Regions from separate parts of the Nomascus leucogenys genome. Here region 1 is linked to region 2. Evidence: chromatin contacts called from public Hi-C data. All regions are on one chromosome and are shown on one strand. Each heading gives the region's core, a stretch centred on a gene start, on an enhancer-like site or on the middle of the called end of the contact. The rest is flanking DNA. Distances are from core to core; before and after follow the strand shown.

Region 1 (3,622 bases), core at 483-2,982, 83 kb before region 2:
CTGTCACAGCCACACACACTCCCGACAGTGTCTGGCACACTCCCGGGAGTGAGTCACAGCCCCTCCTTGGAGGATGGGGAGCACTTGGATCATGTCACTGTTGCACTGGCCACACATGGGAGGTGGGCAGGTCAGGGCATAGCTGCAGAGGAATGAGGAGGGTTTGGAGTGAGAGGGAGGAGGGAGCTGGTGGTCTACAGGGGAGCCAGGGGCCAGAGGATATCTGGGACTTCCTGGTGCTGCCACCTCCCCAAAGTACCAGCCAAGGAGGAGAGGAGGGGCTAAGGGCCAGCTCAGCTGGCTGATCCTCTTAGCAATCTGTCCGCTGGCAGGGGGATCCTTTGCAGCTTCCACCAAGGCACAGTGGCCCAGACAGCAGCCTAGTTCTGGCTGGGCATGAGGAGGACAGATGGAGTCCCTGACTGGGGTGTGGGCTGCCATGGGTACTCAGACTCCACTCCCTTCCCAGATGCCCCCCAGGTACAGGAGGAAGGCATGGGCACCCCCATCACAGCCCCTTCTTCACAGAACCCCTCTGGGGGAGGAAACAGAGAGCTCGCTGTGTGACCTTAGCCAGGGCACTTGCCCTCTCTGAGTCATGCTCTTCCCCATAAGGAGGACAAATAGTTCCCACGTGGCCAAGCTGAGGAGCCTGGGGGTGGCATGTGTGTGCCAGGGCCTCTCAAAGAAAGCCTTGTTCTGTGGCCAAGCCCACAGCCTGCTCCAGCTGGAGGCCTCTGTAGGGAAATGCTTGGGGCAGGGGAAGGCATGAGTGACAAGCCTTGGAAGACACCCCTGCCAACGGCTGGCATTTCAGTTTGTGGCTGGGTCTGCCCTCACCTCCCCTTGTAGCCTGGGATGGGGCAGGGAATGGGGGATGGTGGGGGATCTAAGGTCCCCCCGACCCACATCCCCTCTCCCTCTGCCCCAGCTCACACTGCTGGTGGTCCAGGTCAGCATCCTCTACTACGGGGGCCACCTTGTCATCTCGGGCCAGATGACCAGCGGCAACCTCATCGCCTTCATCATCTACGAGTTTGTCCTGGGAGATTGTATGGAGGTGAGAGGCCAGTGTGTCCGGGGATCCAGAGAGAAGGGAGGGGTTTGGGGAAGAGGGATCTTAATGGGGTGGGGGGGCTTCAGGGACTCTGACAATGTGGTATTTCTCTCTAAGGTAAGTAGGGGAAACAGCATGATCATATCAAGAATGATAATACTAGGCAGGGCATGGTGGCTCACGTCTATAATCCCAGAACTTTGGGAGGCAGAGGCGGGTGGATCACTTGAGGTCAGGAGTTCGAGACCAGCCTGGCCAACGTGGTGAAACCCCATCTCTACTGAAAACACAAAAATTAGCCAAGCGTGTTGGTGGGTACCTGTAATCCCAGCTACTTGAGAGAAGAATTGCTTGAACCCTGGAGGCAGAGGTTGCAGTGAGCTGAGATCGCACCACTGCACTCTGGGCGAGACTCCGTCTCAATAAATAAATAGGCAAGTCGAGTATGGTGGCATGTGCCTGTAGTCCCAGGTCCTCAGGAGGCTGAGGCAGGAGAATCGCTTGAACCCGGGAGGCAGAGGTTGCAGTGAGCCAAGATCGCGCCACTGCACTCCAGCCTGGGCGACCAAAGCGAAACTCCATCTCAAAAAAAAACAAAAGAAACAAAGAATGATAATACTACCAACAAGTGACAGCAACACCCTTTAGGGACAGAGGTGATTTCAGGAAATGGTCTTAACAGCTCTGTGAGAAGTTGAAGTGATGTGGAAATTCCCATTTCTCAGAAAAGAAAACTGAACCCAAGCAGTGAAGTGACTTGCCCACCACATTTGCTCGGGAACGGGCTCAGCGCCAGCCGGGTCTGACTTCCTCCCAGCCTACTTCCAGTGTAGCGCCTCGGAAATGCAAGGGTGTTTTAGATTGTCTTGATTTTGGTTTCCGCACAAGCAGATCCTGAGACAGAATTGGAGTGCAACAGATTTGTTTGGGAGGTGATCTCAGGAAACGGGGGTGGGAGTGGAAAGTGAGACGTGGAAGGAAGGAAGTCAGCAGAGTGAGTGGTGGAGCCAGTTACCAGTGTGGGCAACTGAGGTGGGATCCTTCTAGCGGACAGGGTAGGATACCAGCGCCAGAGTCATCCCATCTGAGGGCCAGGGAGCTGGGGTGTTTACACCCAAGCTGCCATCAGTCATTGCTCAAGGTCAGCCTGGAGTGAGGGTGTTAATTCTCTTGTCTGCCCCACTCCCACAAAAAAGCCCGCATTCCGCAGGCAGTAAGAGGTTGGGCCTTTGTGTGCTGCGCTGATAAGGCTCAAGGATGTTGTTGGGGTGTTCCTAGCATCTGCTACTCAGGCCATTGCATCTGCTGGAGAATCACACCTGCCGTATTATTTGACTCGGCAGTAACTCTGCCCCTAGGAATCCATGCTTCAAGAGTACTCACAGCAGTGGGCGAAGATGTATGTCCCGAGATGTTCAGTGCAGTGTTGTTTGTTTATTATTATTACTATTTGAGACAGAGTCTCACATTGTCACCCAGGCTGGGGTGCAGTGCTGTGATCATGACTCACTGCAGCCTTGACCTCCTGGACTCAAGTGATATTCCTACCTTAGCTACTTGAGTAGCTGGGGTTACAGTCACATGCCACCACACCCAGCTAATTTTTTTCTTTTTAATTTTTTTTTTTTTTGAGACAGAGTCTTGCTCTGCCTCCCAGGCTAGAGTACAGTGGTGCAATCTTGGCTCACTGCAACCTCTGCCTCCCGGGTTCAAGCTATTCTCCTGCCTCATCCTCCCCAGTAGCTGGGACTATAGGCACGCACCACCATGCCTGGCTAATTTTTGTACTTTTAGTAGAGAGGGGGTTTCACCATGTTGGCCAGGCTGGTCTGGAACTTCTGACCTCAAATGATCCGCCTGCCTCGGCCTCCCAAAGTGCTGGGATTACAGGTGTGAGCCACTATGCCCAGCCAGCTCTGGGGTTTTGAGTGTTTACTACCAGCTGTTGCTGTTGTCTTCACAGTAACAGGACACAGATGCTGATATCACCGCCTTATCACCAATGAGGACATTCAGCACCTAAGAGCCTGAACTCAGGAGACAGATGGGCCTGGATTCAAATCCTGGCTCTGCCACTTCTAGGCTATGTGACCTGGGCCAAGTTACTTGAGCCCTCTGTGCCTGAGTTTCCTCATCAGTAAAAAAGGAGATAATGTTGGAACCTACCTCCTAACATACAGAGCATGCTCGGCCGGGCACAGCGGGCCACACCTGTAATCCCAGCACTTTGGGAGGCTGAGGCAGGCGGATTCCTTGAGCTCAGAAGTTCCAGACCAGCCTGGGCAACAGGGTGCAACCCGTTTCTACTGAAAATACAAAAAATTAACCGGGCGTAGTGGTGGCTCATGCCTGTGGTCCCAGCTATTCGGGAGGCTGAGGTTGGAGAATTGCTTGAACTCGGGAGGCAGAAGTTGCAGTGAGCAGGATCACACCACTGCACTCCAGCCTGGGTGACAGAGTGAGACCCTCCTCTCAAAAACAATAAATAAAAAGAGAATACTTAAGAAAATGGGCCGTTATTATGATTTACATTCATATTCTATGTATTTTTACCCAAGGCGAACA
Region 2 (4,216 bases), core at 1,148-3,647:
CGTGTGCTATGTGAATGGTGGTACTTGTTAGGATTTTCTGTGTTGGTTTTTAGTGGGAAAACCAGTGGCTCTGATGTTTTGCTTTGGGGACTTGCCAGCAGGTGTTTCAAGAAGGCAGTTGCCTCTGCCCACTTCAAAGCCCAGTGGGTGCTGCTTCCTTCTCCAGGCTGAGGAGGGGACCGTGCAAACCCTGCCTCCTTGCAGAGCTACGGAACTGTGCCCTGTGCCCGCCGCCCCGGCTGAGCCGTGCGCCTGTAGCTATGTATGCCCGCCGCCCCGGCTGAGCCATGCGCCTGCAGCTATGTATGCCCGCCGCCCCGGCTGAGCCGTGCGCCTGCAGCTATGTATGCCCGCCGCCCCGGCTGAGCCGTGCGCCTGCAGCTATGTATGCCCGCCGCCCCGGCTGAGCCGTACGCCTGCGTCCTCACCACCCCAGCTGAGCTGTGTATCTGGGTCACAATGCCCCTGCGAGGGACTTGAGGAACTGAGATGAGAGCAAGCTCACCTGTTGCTGTCTCTTCTAATAGCTGCCATTCCTGGCACATCATTGTTCTATGAGAATGTGCAGGAGAAATTTCTGTGGTTTTTCTGTGAGGAAGAGGGAAGCATTTCCTGAGAAGCCAGTTAGCCTTAAAAAAAAAAAGTGTCTGATAGTTTCATTCTTCCCAGTGGCTGCCAGGAAGCTTATGGCCAAATCTGTTGTCCACTCCAGTGAGGATGCTGGACTTCACAGTCTTGTGGCTCATGAACCTTGCTTTGTGGGAGCCTCTCCTCCCGCTGTGTGTCCCGTTCACAAGGAGGACCAGGGAGAGGCAATGACAGGTCCAAGAGGGTGGGGGAGCAGGACCAGACCCCACGCTCCTGCTTTCTAGCCCCACACGAGGCAGCCTTTTCAATTAAAGGTTTCGGCCAGGCACAGTGGCCTGTAATCCCAGCACTTTGGGAGGCTGAGGCTGGGGGGCGGATCACTTGAGATCAGGAGTTTGAGACCAGCCTGGCCAACATGGCAAAGCCCCCATCTCTACTAAAAATACAAAAATTAGCCAGGCATGGTGGTGCATGCCTGTAATCCCAGCTGCTCGGAAGACTGAGGCAGAATTTCTTGAACCCGGGAGGAGGTTGTAGTGAGCCAAGGCATGCCACTGTATTGCCGCCTAGGTGACAGCAAGACTCCATCTCAAAAAGTTTGGTCATTGAGGACTCAAGAATGATCAGTTAAGTGTTGTCAGTGCCTGTGGATTTTCACTGGTTTGTATCTGGTGGAGAATCAGTTCTGTTAGTGTTTTCTGAAGCCATCTTGCTGTGTAAACAAGAGCCAGGCATGGGGTCTGTCTTAGCCCTCGTGGTCAGTTTGCAAGGCCCTTTCACCCTAACCACCCGGCACAAGCACCCTGGCTACGCAGCCCCAGCTGAGGCCCCACTTCATCTTTCAGGAGACCTGGGCACAGGTGGGAGGCTTGTCTGAGGGCATACAGGAGCCAGCCAAGGGGCCTTTTCTCTCCCCTGACCCACCCTGTCCTTTCCATAAATGCCAGTGATCTTGGCAGGGGGTAGGACAGAGTGAGCTCACCCACCTCAGCGTTCCCTCTGGCATGTGCTCCTGGGTAAAGTGGGTGCTTGCAAGGCTGCCACATGCCCAGGGACTGAACACCCTTCCAGGTTTCCGGTAGGTGCAAAGGCTGTGTGTGGCCATGGCTCAAGCCCAGGCCAACCGGGAGTCAGGGTCCCCACCTTAACTTAGCAACTGTCAGGCACGGTCTCAGACACACTGAGGGGGTCAGCAACTGCTGGGGGCCCCAGGGAAGCTGTGGGCATCAAGGCTGGGAGTGCAGGTGGCTCTTGGCCTCCTGTGTAAAAGGAGGGCCCTGAGGCCCATAAATCCTCCCAGAGATGCAAGGCGGGGACACAAGCCAGTGACAGCCCTGTTGAGCTTTTCTGCAGTCCCAAGTACTCTAGCATTAAATGCAGACATGAATAGGTCCCCGCCCCAGCGCCTGGCCAGGGCCTAGACAAGGGAACACATGTCCCTAGAGGAATGAAGAGCCAGGCACAGCCCCCTCCCTCTGGGGCATCAGTGACAACAGTCAAAGTGCATTTTATTGCCAACAGAACACTTCAGGAGGAAATGCTAACACAAAGCCAAGGGGCTCATTTTTGCTCCTCCTGACCTTGGCCAGTATTTGGTAGCCTTTCTAGAGCACAGGGTGAATGGCTAAAGGGCTAGGGCTGGGGCTGGGGGCAGGGTGGGGGGAGCAGGAGGGCATGGCAGCTGCTGGCTTTGTCCTCCCAGCCTGGTCCCACCCCTCCTGCCACTCCCCTTGGGCTCAAGGGACACACATTCGTTCAAATCTGATGGGCAAAGCCAGGGCCTAGCTCGCTCCAGCTGCAGGGTCCCCTCCCTGAGGGCCCTGGTCCAGCAGCTGGGTTTCTGGGCTTTTTCTGGCTGAGCTGGAGGGCCCAGGGCCAAACCCACTCTCCAGAGGGCTGGAAACCACCCCTTCAGGTGGGCAGTGGGGCGCAGCCAGAACGGGGGAATGGAAAACAGGAAATGGGGGTGACTGCAGATTCCAGCTGGAAATGGAAACTCCAGGAGTGAAGGTGCGCCTGGGCCACTATGTCTCACCTCACTCCCCAAAAAGCGGCCCCTTCCAGCATCTGACCTCTCCTGGGGGCTCCCATCACGGAGGCCCGAGGGCCAGGCCTGAGGAGTAATGGGCGACATTCCTCTAGCCCACCCAGAGCCTGGTCTGTGGAGACCACGCAGCTGGAAGGCCTGGTAGAAATCAGTGCCCCAGAAGGCCAAAGACAGGATGCCTGACCCTCGTCCCATCAGCCAGCACAGGCTGTGTGCTTTCCGTCCATCCACGACCTTCAGGAGTCCAGAAGGCAGGGAGCCCCATGCTGGCCCGGTTTCCCAGTGTGCTGACTACAAACGTAGGAAGAAGAGCTCTAGCTCGGAATATTAAAAACTCTTATTTCCTGAAGAGTTGAGGCTCTGGCCTACTGGGTCCTGGCTGCACCCCAAAGTTTCTTCTGCAGGTAAGTAAGAGACTCACATCCAGAAGCACCACCCACATGGCCCAGGCCCCTGCAGGCTCAGTAAGGGCCCGGGGCCTTGAGGACACTGATCCAGACGGTGGGGCGGGAGGCTTGGGCACCAGGTGGAGGGGCAAGGCCCCTCGGTCCTGTCAGGGCAGTTGCAGAGGCTCAGGCCTGTCTACCAGCCACCCTGCTTGACCCCTGGGGGGTCTAGTAGTTCACGAGTTGAGCTGGGTAGATGCCATCCTTTCTGTCAAGCTGTAGGGGTTCAAGGTGGGGGGGTCAGTGGTCACGGCCAGGCTCCTGGGGCCCCACCTCTCCCTTGAGCAAGCTCCTCCCTCCACGTTGTCAGTGGTCCCTGACTTCCCCAGGGATGTGCACCATGTGCCCCTCTAGGGCTGGGGACGGCACCCCCATCCAGGAACTCCCCCATCCCAGTGCAGACGGCACCTGGTGGTCCTGTCTGGGGGCCACGCTGGGCTTCTGGGCCAGGGGTGGTTTCTTGGTGGTTACACTTCGGGGGGCAGCGCTGGGCCGGACGGCCTCCTCCTCTCCAGGGCTGCCTGATGCCCCAGCCAGCACGTAGTGTTGCTTCCGCAACTCTCCCAGCCGCATGCGTTCAGCCTCCAGCGTCTTCTCCAGCTCCAGGACACGCACCTGTAGCCACACGGCCTGCTCAGCCCAGCCCAGCCCAGCCTCCCCAGGGAGCTCTCTCCTGGGTCCAGGCTTCACCCGAGGGGTGAGCTCAGAGGTCACGGGGCAGCCATGGGCACCTACCTGGGTCTCCATCTCCTGCTTCTTCAGCTTGATGAGGGACAGGCCAGAGAAATCCATGGTGTCTATGGCCGGAGAGCAAGGGAGTGAACATCTGGGTGCCCACCCCCATTCATCCTCGGGAGCCAGTAGCCCCCCTTGGCACCTGGCACTCACCTCTGTCCTCAATCTGCTCCTGGCCTGACTTGGTGGAGGCCACTACATTGGCAGCCCTCTCATTGACTGTGCGAGAACATTCCTGCAGGCGGCTCAGGTGGGGGCTGTGCTTGTCGGCCTTCACCTGAGGGGCGAGGGGTCAGGGTGGGGCGAGGGGTCAGGGTGGGGCGAGAGATCAGGGTGGGCCCAGGTCTCCCAGCTCAGGGCAGCAACAGGCCTGGGCTTGGCAGCCACAGCCCAGGCCAAA

What was found. A called contact is a pair of places that touch in the nucleus more often than the background predicts.
Region 1: a contact with region 2 is called in a Hi-C map of a lymphoblastoid cell line, with 8 times the contacts expected there. The contact joins two enhancer-like sites. A contact is called at or near these places in 3 of 4 Hi-C or Micro-C datasets (a lymphoblastoid cell line and an unstated tissue).

Annotation. Positions count from the first base shown.
Region 1 is chr10:90,108,416-90,112,037 of Asia_NLE_v1, reverse strand. ABCB9 (ATP-binding cassette sub-family B member 9) reads left to right here. Exons shown (of 12, transcript XM_030821577.1): 7 at 932-1,060. Among named protein-coding and RNA genes, the nearest start is that of OGFOD2, 30 kb to the left of the region's middle. Within about 2 kb of position 1,732, the one cell type or tissue checked has an H3K27ac peak away from gene starts, as active enhancers do. A contact at or near this core is called in a lymphoblastoid cell line, where this site is marked.
Region 2 is chr10:90,025,197-90,029,412 of Asia_NLE_v1, reverse strand. It overlaps HIP1R (huntingtin-interacting protein 1-related protein), which reads right to left. Exons shown (of 32, transcript XM_030821574.1): 29 at 3,970-4,093; 30 at 3,817-3,878; 31 at 3,490-3,696; 32 at 2,076-3,297. The coding sequence ends at 3,250. Among named protein-coding and RNA genes, the nearest start is that of HIP1R, 28 kb to the right of the region's middle. Within about 2 kb of position 2,397, the one cell type or tissue checked has an H3K27ac peak away from gene starts, as active enhancers do. A contact at or near this core is called in a lymphoblastoid cell line, where this site is marked.